2 separate regions of the Gossypium arboreum genome follow, and region 2 is linked to region 1. The links are chromatin contacts, called in public Hi-C maps. All regions are on one chromosome and are shown on one strand. The core of a region is the stretch at or near the end of the contact, and the rest is flanking DNA. Distances in the headings are between cores, read along the strand shown.

The links. Hi-C and Micro-C count contacts between places; a contact is called where the count stands out from the background.
Region 2: a contact with region 1 is called in a Hi-C map of leaf, with 4 times the contacts expected there. The contact joins the promoter of LOC108463815 here to the promoter of LOC108461877 in region 1. A contact is called at or near these places in 2 of 5 Hi-C or Micro-C datasets (both in leaf).

Annotation. Positions count from the first base shown.
Region 1 is chr13:118,773,069-118,778,478 of ASM2569848v2, reverse strand. It overlaps LOC108461877 (FH protein interacting protein FIP2-like), which reads right to left and starts at 3,180. Exons shown (of 11, transcript XM_017761849.2): 1 at 2,931-3,180; 2 at 2,435-2,544; 3 at 1,568-1,702; 4 at 1,101-1,256; 5 at 636-719; 6 at 492-538; 7 at 327-400; 8 at 1-47. The coding sequence starts at 2,973. It overlaps LOC108461535 (a long non-coding RNA gene), which reads left to right and starts at 3,364. Exons shown (of 5, transcript XR_001867780.2): 1 at 3,364-3,577; 2 at 3,825-3,872; 3 at 3,990-4,052; 4 at 4,168-4,484; 5 at 4,594-4,787.
Region 2 is chr13:118,912,890-118,917,803 of ASM2569848v2, reverse strand. LOC108463815 (5-methyltetrahydropteroyltriglutamate--homocysteine methyltransferase-like) reads right to left here and starts at 2,583. Exons shown (of 12, transcript XM_017763746.2): 1 at 2,434-2,583; 2 at 1,245-1,597; 3 at 1,064-1,151; 4 at 600-727; 5 at 122-513; 6 at 1-20. The coding sequence starts at 1,594.

The sequences.
Region 1 (5,410 bases), core at 1,931-4,430:
AGAACGAAGATCAGCCACACAGAAGCTACAATCTATCAAAGAAGCATCTGCAACAACGTAATTAATGATGATACATCAATATTTAAACCTTAACAGTAAATAGTAGCATTTAGCTAAGTTACTTGGGCACTGGTCTGAATGTTCGCTATGGATATGTTCAATTTTTCTGTTTCAGGAGTTCCATGTATTTGAAGAGTCTTTATAGGACTGTATCTCTATATCTATATCCAGACATGCGTCTAACATAGGTATTGGACTTCGCTACTTCAAGAATATAGACATTTAGTAAGAAATCTACTAACTATAGAAAGATGGCAAGTATTTGCCTTGAAGATTTGCACTCTGAAGATTCGCCCCAGCTAGTAAAGCCCCACGAAGATTTGCCCCGGTAAATTCACACCTTCCCTAGGCAAGAAAAAAAAACCCGTTGCAAACAAAGTTCACAAGAAAATGCACTCTCCAAAAAGGATAAATAATTCTGAGGATCTTACTCGCGCAAAGTTGCATTGTGAAAATTCGAACCCACAGCATCCACATCCTGTTACAAAAACAAAGATGTTTATTATAAGTATGGGCTTAAATTTAATTAAAGCATTGACAGTTAATCACATACTTCACTTAAGAATCAGACATACCCGAAATTTTGCACACTGAAGATTTGCACGTGAGAAAAATACGTTTTTGAGACAGGCAAAGCTGAAATCCACTAATGAAAGATCCTGAACAAATAAAGAGGGAAAAAGAGATGATGAATCCAAAGTGCAATAACAAGCGGCATTACATTACTTCTGCTTCTTCATTAGACTTGAAGTTGAACCACAGGGGATCAAATGATAATAAAGAGACATCAAACATTCAGATTAAAACTAAAACTCACACACACATACAACAATCCAAAAGAAAATGCCACAAATAACCACCATCATCATGGATCAGCGAAAATGAGAAAACTAGTATTAGATCCAAGAGGCATGCACAAAAGCTACAAACAGAAGACCAATGAGACCGGGTCTCGCTTCCTGCGAACAAGGATTCTACTTCTCGAAAATATGAGTTTCCCACAAGATTTTGTCAAAAATTTGGGGTCAGAAATTATTTACCAATTTAGAGAGATCAAGGCAAGAAAGGTTAACTCCTCGAAATTTAACTCGTTCAGACTGTATGCACTTGATGATATCGGTACGCGTCAATTCTGCTGGAGACTTTTCATCTTCCTTCCTCTTATTAAGAACAGAACTGACTCCTTCTATTAATCCCTGAATCATATCACATAATACCGTCACTGAACAAAATTTCAAGAGATCATACCATGGGCTGCAAATAACAAGCACCACTCTCAAACAACGGCCTATGACCAAAACTATAAGGTGACAGTGGGCAAGGGGTGGTCAACGCATAAACCATTGTGATCTATATAGATCACTGTATTTGGTAAGGCATTCAGTGACCCAACAGTGCAGTGATCTTAAATCATTGAGAATTATTAGAATTGCACATTAAATATATGAATTAAGAACTTGGTTTCTGTCAAATAGCTGTTGATGTTTCCCATAACAATATGACTTACGAGTAGCTGGTAATATTCTGCCTCTCGTATAAGCTCTGAATATTCAGAATCTGTCAATGTCGGTACAACGCCATCCCTTAACCAGTTTAGAATATGCCTGAAATGCTTTCCATCTCTGTCAACAAAGACATATCCCTGCAAGAGTATTGAGGAATATGACTATCTGCACTCAAACAAAGTCGCTTCACAAAAATTGATATGAAAAGCACATATATCTTATTTCCCTTATCCTCCTTTTGAGGTTTACTGTAAATAAATAATGTGCTGGTGGAAAACAAAATAAGTTTGCATTGCTACTCAAAGAAACATAACTATCAAGAACCAAAAGTTCAGTGCTATCAGTAGTATGTTATCATGATCTAATCAAATGCCTGCAATAATACGTAAGGTTTAGTCAATAAAAAACTATAATTACCACTTGCATTTTGTGGTCAATGTCTTTTCTGGAAAGTGAAAGTAACATCAAGACCTTGAAATTTTCTGAAATCTGATATGAACTGTTATTACGTGAATCGAATACAATACAATACGATTTACTGATTCTTAATAATTTGTTAGACAAATAATATAACTAGCTTCAAGCCTATCATGCATGATAAATATAACATACACAACACCTGTATCTAAACTACTGCAAAGGTGAAAATCAAATCCTTCAAGTAAACAGAAATCTTTATGCCGAAATTAGAAAAAGTATATCGCACCAAACAGAAACAAATAGAAAAGGCTGAACTTCTTTTTCAGCCACATTTCCCAACGAAAACAAAGATACATCCCCTAAGAATGCAAAGGAAACTGCAGAATATTACTCGTAAGTCCACATAACAATAATGGTATGTGTACGCAAAGGAAAAGAACAGTATATACCTTCTCAGAGTCCTGATACACTGTATGTCGACTGCTAAACACAGCAGCCAGCATAGAATCTGGCTCACGCCGAGTTAATGTATCAATGGTAGTACAAAATTTCTTCCCTCCTGCACATCAAATTTTCATTCAAATGAAGCTATAGCTTTAAATTTAAACTAAAACTAAATTAGTTACAAAATTCAACTCCACAATCTTTTTACATCAAAAACAACTAAAACTTAAAAGATAAGTGACACCCAGAAAAGCAAATGCAGCAAGTTCACATGTACGTACATCAGGTTCCTGATTCAGAAAATGCCCAATTCAGAAAATCAAACAAAGGTGTTTAACTTAAACCATTAATCAAAGCTGAAGAGCTAAGAGAAAATTTTGGGGTTTTCTTGTTTATTAATGAACCGATCGAAAAGTCTTTTAACTTTTTACTAAATTAAGCAACTGGCTGGGAATTGATGAAAGATTATGTAGAGATTACTTGAAAAGCAGAGAATTTTACCGATGCTGAGTCGAACAAGCGTAGGCAAATTGGAATCTTCCATCAGAAAAGATGAAATGAAAATCGTCAAAATTAAATGACTTGTTGCAGCAGGCAAGCAAGCAAGCAATTGTTTGGGGGAATGCTGCCATTGCCGTGGGCTCCCTAAGTTTGTCAAATGGATCTTCCGTTGGGTATTTTACTGGTTTTGTCGGCAAGCATGGCCCATGGGTCGAATCTTGATTCGGGTCATAGTGAGAGCTGTCCCAGGATCCGGTTCTGAAAACGGGTTTTATGGATTTGGGTCTCCTGGATTTATATATAAATAACTAGTCTTTTTTTACCCCTACAATTTACAGACTGATTCGTGTCTAAATTAATAATATTAAATAAACTTAAAACATGCACCAAAACAAACAAATTAAAAAAACTAAACAGAAAATTAATATAAACTTCCAGTCTGATCACAGCTAGAATCCAATTAGCATATCCGTAATTAATGCACCGATTCTAGTCCCTAAAAAAGCGATTTCCAAACCCATCAACTATCCCACTTTCCCTTTTTTCTTTCTACGCAAATACCACCTATCGAACAACCCTCAGTCAGGTTCTCTTCTTCTCCACAAATTCACCTCCGATGTTTCTTGCTCAGGGACCCTTCTGATCAGGTATGCTCGCAAATCTTCTTTCATTGCCTCTTTAGCTAAGTTATGAGCCATAAGATTTGTAGATCTGTATGTATGTTGAAAGGTTATTTGGTGAAAAGATTACTTTTGCTGCTGAATGTTCTGTATTATACCCCCAATCACCGATTTATCAGTCTTATCTAATTTACTTTTTTTTTATTGATACTGAGTCTCATTCGATGATAACTAATGTGAACCCTATCTGTTTTCCCATAACCACTGCTTGGAGGCAATGGAACCAACTGGTGGGCACCAACACATAGACTTGTGCCTCGTGGTAAAATCCCGAACCTCACACCCCTCCAGTTCCTTAATATATCTGTTTATCCATGTAGCAACTTCTGGGCCCGTACCTTTCTTTGCCTCGTGTAATCCTTTGTTTTTGTCCTTTCAGATCGCCCACAAAGGGCAACAAAATACTCGACATTGAATGCTGGAACTATTCTTGAACACTCAGGTAAGTCTCTCCCAGTGGAACAAAATCAAATCCGTTAATACCCATTCCAGATTCAAATTAATCCAAACTTCTTGCGTCATTGGGCATTCTCTGAAGATATAATTAATGTTTTCAGCAGTTACTCCACATTTGGGACATACTACCACCGATAGCAATCTCTTACACCGAAGATTAACAAAATGATGAATAAAATTCCAAGAAATTTTCCAGATTAGGATTTTAATTTTCCCTGGAATATGAATATCCCACAAATTTTTGTAAAATAAATTAGCCTCAGTCTTTAAATAATTAGGAAGAAAGCCATGTAAAAATTTGTAAGCACTTCGCACAGAGAATTCCCCAGAGGCCTCTCCCTTCCATACCATGAAGTCCGTATGAGGTTCCATTGCTACGGGAATTCGCACAATTCTATTTGCCTCTTCTCTAGAGAAGGTAGAATAAATTAAGTCAAAATTCCATTCTCTCTTTTGTTTATCAATAAGATCCACCACTTTATTGAGTTCAGTGTCATTCCTAATTGATTTTGCCTTTTAACTTACAGATCAAAGGAGCCACGCATCAGCAGCAATTTAAATATTCTAGCCCGTTCCCACCCTCCAACAAATCCCAGTCTTTAGCAATCCTTTAGCTGCCCATACACTCTTCCAGATATATGAAGGTAGTTGTCCTAACTCAGTTGGAATGTACTTAGCCTTTAGAACTTTCATTAATAATGAATCTGGATAATTAAGAATACACCAGCCTTGTTTAGCTAATAACGCAACATTAAATTTGGATAAACTACGGAATCTCATACCCCCATTCTCCTTAAGATTGCAAAGTTGTTCCCAACCATTTTCGCCCTTGTCCTTTTTCCCACCAAAATTGATTCATTATGCTAACTGATTCCACACACAAAGACTTTGGAAGTAAAGAACAGGCCATAGTGTAAGTGGGTATTGCTTGTAAAACAACTTTAATAAACACTTCCTAACCTCTTTGAGAAAGGAATCTCCCATTCCAACTCTCAATCCATTACCTCATGCGATCCTTTAGAAGCTGAAAAGAAACTTTTTTTATTTTTCCCCACAACATTCGGCAAACCAAGATATCTTTCCATATTATTTGAATTTCTACCCCCAAGAATATTGGAAACAACTCACGTAGACTCTTCCGAAGTGTTGCTACTATCGTAATTGAGGCATTGCCCCGAGCATCTTTCATATTCCCTTAAGATTGATTTCAAAACTTGTGCACCCCTATCGCTAGCTTCTCCAAACAATATCCTATCATCAGCAAACAGTAAATGAGAACCCGACGGAGCCCCTTTTCTTTTCCTTTGCTCCCTTAATCGACCCCTCCCTCAAGGCCATCCTCAT
Region 2 (4,914 bases), core at 1,334-3,833, 140 kb before region 1:
TGTGGACACCACCAGGTTTTCTGTACGTCAGAAAGTGATTCATAAACATCAGTTATAATAAATAACAAAATTGTCAAACTTGCAATCTATAAGCCATCAAAAGCAAATAAAAATAGCATACCTTTGCCAACAACAGCCTCAAGCTCCTTCAAAGTGCTGAGAGAAGCAGCAAGATCATTGGCCCAAATGTTCCTTCCATCCACAACTCCAGCAAAGAGGTACTTGCCCTTAGGGAAATTGCTCTTGACCAAATCAAGAGTCTGGGCTCCACGAACCAAATCCAAACCATAAGCAGTGACACCCTTCAACCCAATGAGTGTCTTGTATGCCTCAGCAGTAAGATCAGCAAAGTAGGTCTCGATCAATACATTCAAGCCAGAGAGAGAGGATTCCAAATCATCATAAGCAGCTGTGAATGCTTGCAATTTGTGAGAGTCAAGATCCAAGACAAGGGTCGGTTCATCAAACTGAATCCAGGAAGCACCAGCTGCCTTAAGGTCAGATATAACTTCCCTGTAAAGAGATTCCATGTTAATAATGGCAAATCAGAGCAGTTAAATCAATAATAACTTGAAGACATAAAAAGAAACAACTCTTACTTGTAGATAGGGAGGATTTTGGGGAGGAGGGAGAGAAGAGAAAAGGTCTTATCAACACCCTTTGCAGGTTTAGAGAGCAACAAGTATGAGACAGGGCCGATAAGGACCGGGACTGTGTTAACTCCAAGCTGCATGTGGAACAGATAATCAGCACCCAAGTTTCATGATAAGACTAATATCAACAAATAAGAACTAGAAAAACATAGCATACAATCAAGCAGGTCTAAGTAATCACTACTCCGAATCTCACTCGAGCATTCTCAAAAAATTAACTCTTAGAGAGCTATGAACTATTACTTGAATCTAATCCCAAATTCAGACAACCATTTTTTTACTGCATTTGAACTTATAAATCCTACTAGGCTAACTGTTCTAATTTCCTAAGCTATTAGCATTAGAATACATGAAAAACCAAAATCCACTTTGTTATCAAGTGTATATATATACAGATTCGGGGAACATACCGCCTTAGCTTCCTTGTACTCATCCACTGCCTTGTGAGATGCATAAGAGAAGTTAACATCAGGTCCCAATTCAGGAACAATGAAGTGGCTGAAACAACAAATAGAGTACACTTTAAGTTTTAGTATCATAAAACTCGGCAATCAGTCAATAAGGTAATGAAGACCAATGATGGCAACTTACTAGTTGGTGTCAAACCACTTAGTCATTTCCATTGCAGGGACAGAGGCATTTCCTCTGGCCATGGAGAAGTAAGTGTCAAATCCGATCTCACCACCACTCCAGCCGTATCTAGGTGGAACAGCTCCGAGCATGGATGTGGCATCGAGCACCTGGTCATAGTAAGAGAAAGTATTGCTGGGGATGTACTTGATCCCAGCATCAGACATCTGTTTCCAGATGGATGACCTGAGATCAGCAGCAACCTTTTGCAAATCCTCGGCACTGCTCTTCTTATCCCAGAAGGATTCCAAAGCAAACTTAAGCTCTCTCTTTGGTCCCATACGGGGATATCCAACAATGTGGGAGGCCATTTTCTGAATCATTTAAAATAAACAGACAAATTCAGCTTTATTATATAGAATTCAAATCTAAAAAGATTATAAATTTATATGTCTTATCTATATCCCTGAACTGAAAATTCAATAGAATCAAAGCTCAAATCCATGATAAACCTGCAATGCAGCATGGACTGATAGATCCAAAGCTTACTTCGCTTTAGATCTATAGCAAGAAACTAATGGTAACAGTCTCTAGATCTATAACTTCCATGACAAAAAGAATGGATCTAATTCAATTGCTTTCAAGACGGACAAAACAGAAAGATACGCTGAGGAAACAGATCAAATACTAAAACTAACCAATAGATCTGACCAAAAAAAATAGACAAATTCTTTAATGATTCCAAAAACCCAAGTTGGATAGACAGCAAAAAAGAGGCTGATCAAAGCTTATACTTTCTAGTAGATTTAAGCAAGACTTTTTTCTTTTTTCTTTTTTTCGAAAATGGAATTTTTAAACCATATCAAGGGAAACCCAGAATGAAAACCGACGGGTATAGTTCAAATGCTGGCACACATCAGCAGATCTCAATCGAAAGTCCAATTTTAGTAATGTTTTGTACAAAACCCAAGTAATAAATGGGAAGTTCAAATCATATTAATGAAAACCCAGAAAGAAAATCATCAGGGAAAGTAGGAAAGCTGACAATTGACAGTAGATCTCAGCATAGGGAGACACAAATCTTTAAATGTTTTAAAGGAAAAAATTTGATTCAACTTCAAATTTTTGGCAAGTTTAAATGATTAATTAGAATTAATTAAATTGAATAATAACAGAGCAGCCATGAGTTAAAAGAGGAGCCGAACAGCACCTTAATAGAAGGAACTGGTAAGAAAATCTAAAGAACCCTTTAGATATAGAGAGAGAGGAAGAAGAGGCACGATTTGTGAGAGCGGAGGTGCTGCCCTTTTATAGCCAAAAATATGGTGGCCGCTCCATTTCAATTCCCCAAAAAAATCCCAGATTTTTATTTTCTTTTTTTAGTTTTTTATCATGAAAATGGAAAATGTAAACTAAAGCCTACGCGCGCCTCTTTCTTGATTTTCGCGTGGGATTGTTTTCAACGAAACACGTATTCTCGTCTTACTTGGATTTTTTTTATTTCATTTTTCAGCTTAGTTTTTAGTTGGAGTATAGTGGTAAAATCATATAAATTTTGATTCTATTTTGAATTCAACTTATTTTAAGTTTAATTCAATTAATTTGTACTAACTCGTAGATTAATTTATTTTTTATTTTTTCCAAAATTCAACTAATCTATTTGATTCAAACATTATTAAAATAACCTAATAATTTGTCTTTATTTTTAGTTAATGCTGAAATTTTAATCAAAAGTTGGGCACATATAGTAGAATAATATGAGAGTCACATTTGAGTTAACGGTAAGCAAAATCTAATTTAATTTGAAAAATGTTTTTTGAAGTTTAAGTTTATTAAATAGAGTTTTTTTTTCAAATCAACTGGAATAAGTAATTTTATTTTTAAATTTGATTCGAGTTGAATTTTACAATTTAAATATCAATTTGATGTAAATATCTTTTGTGACCTTGATAGTTTTGAAAATGAGTAAATTAGTTTCTCTCAAAATAATTATAAAATTCAAAATATTTATAATTTTTCCAAAATTTATAAATATATATTAAAAAATAAAATTACTAAAAAACCTTAAAAATATGTAAGAATGCTAAATTATATTTTTTTAAAATCCCAAATGATAATGTTGAGGCCTTAAACAAGTAAATTGTCAAATCAAGCTTATCATATTAATTATCTTTTTTTCTCTTAATTTATTTTAAAAGAGTTTTAAATATATATGGTATACATGATCTTTAAGTTGGAATCTAATAATATTACCAAGAAGATTTATGGTCGGTTTAATTTTTGAATTTAACTTAAACAAATTTATTCGATTTAACTTGATTAAGAAAAGTTTATAATCAAGTTAGAATGATTAAATAAAACTCGTCAATTTGACTAACTTGAAATTTTTCATTTGGTTTAACTTAATCCGACCATATACTCACCTCTTTACCTAATAACAAAAGTATTATGTTGTAGTCGTAAAAGCTTAGGTTTGATCTTAAGTAACCCCACTCCTCACCTCCAATTATAAAAACAAAATGTTGTATTGAATTACGCCATGTGTTAAAAAAGTGTTATTAAATCTTTTATTAATATGAATATCGAGTTTAATCTTTAAATATTTTCAGATAAAATATTATAAAATTTAAGGAATTTTATTCTTAATTTTATAGTAAATTCAGTTTCAGTAAATTAAAGATATTTATTATCAAATACTTGTTATATTTTAATATTTAATTAAATCTATTAAATTGATAGATTAAGTAAAATCCATACCACATAAAAATCATTTTTGTTTAATGGTTTTATTCTAAAGTGTATAAAAATAGGAGTCACATATTCTCGTGGGCTCACACTTCCTTTCTTTTTTTCTTTTACTTTCTGTATACTAAATGATTGATGAAATGTGGATAAGATTTTTTTAATTAGTAATTAGAATATATGTAGAAATAAAACTTACATGAAATTTAAATTCAGTATAAATATATATATATATAAATAATAATTATACATGTTGAAACTTAAACTTAAAATTTTAAATATCTCTAATTATAATAATCAAAATGATTTTAATTATTAAATCAAAATAAATGGCTCTAAATTTTAGATTTTATATTTATCTTACTTTATTAAAATAAAACCAACAATGCTCAATCTTTCCCTTCGTTTTTCTTTTTAACATGTAGTTTTTCAATAAATAAACAAAAACTTAATACCCAAATTTATTAATCTTAATAGCCTTGATCTCTTGTTTTCCTTTCCATTTTTTCTCCAAGAAAAACTAAATTTTAAAGTAAAAAGTATCCAAATTTCTTCATCCAAGACTTTAATTACTCATGAAGAGAAAAAGAGAATGGAAATATTAAGTGTTGTTAGGTTTTATTTTAATAAGGTAAGATAAATTACAAAATTTAAGGCTTAGAATCATTTATTTTGATCTAATGACTAAGATTAGAGCTGATCATGGGCCAGGCCAGGCCCAAACAAAATTTTAGGCCCATTTTCTAGGCTCAGGTCCAACTCAGCTCAAAATATAGGCTTAAAAATTGTCCAAGTCTGGCCCAAAATAAAATTGCTAAGCCTGAGCTCGACTTGGCCCGGCCCATATCAAAATTTTTTAGCTTATTTTATTAAATAAAAAATTTTAAATATAATAAATCAAATACATTTAAAAACATGAAAATAAATATTAAAATAAATAAAAAATGAT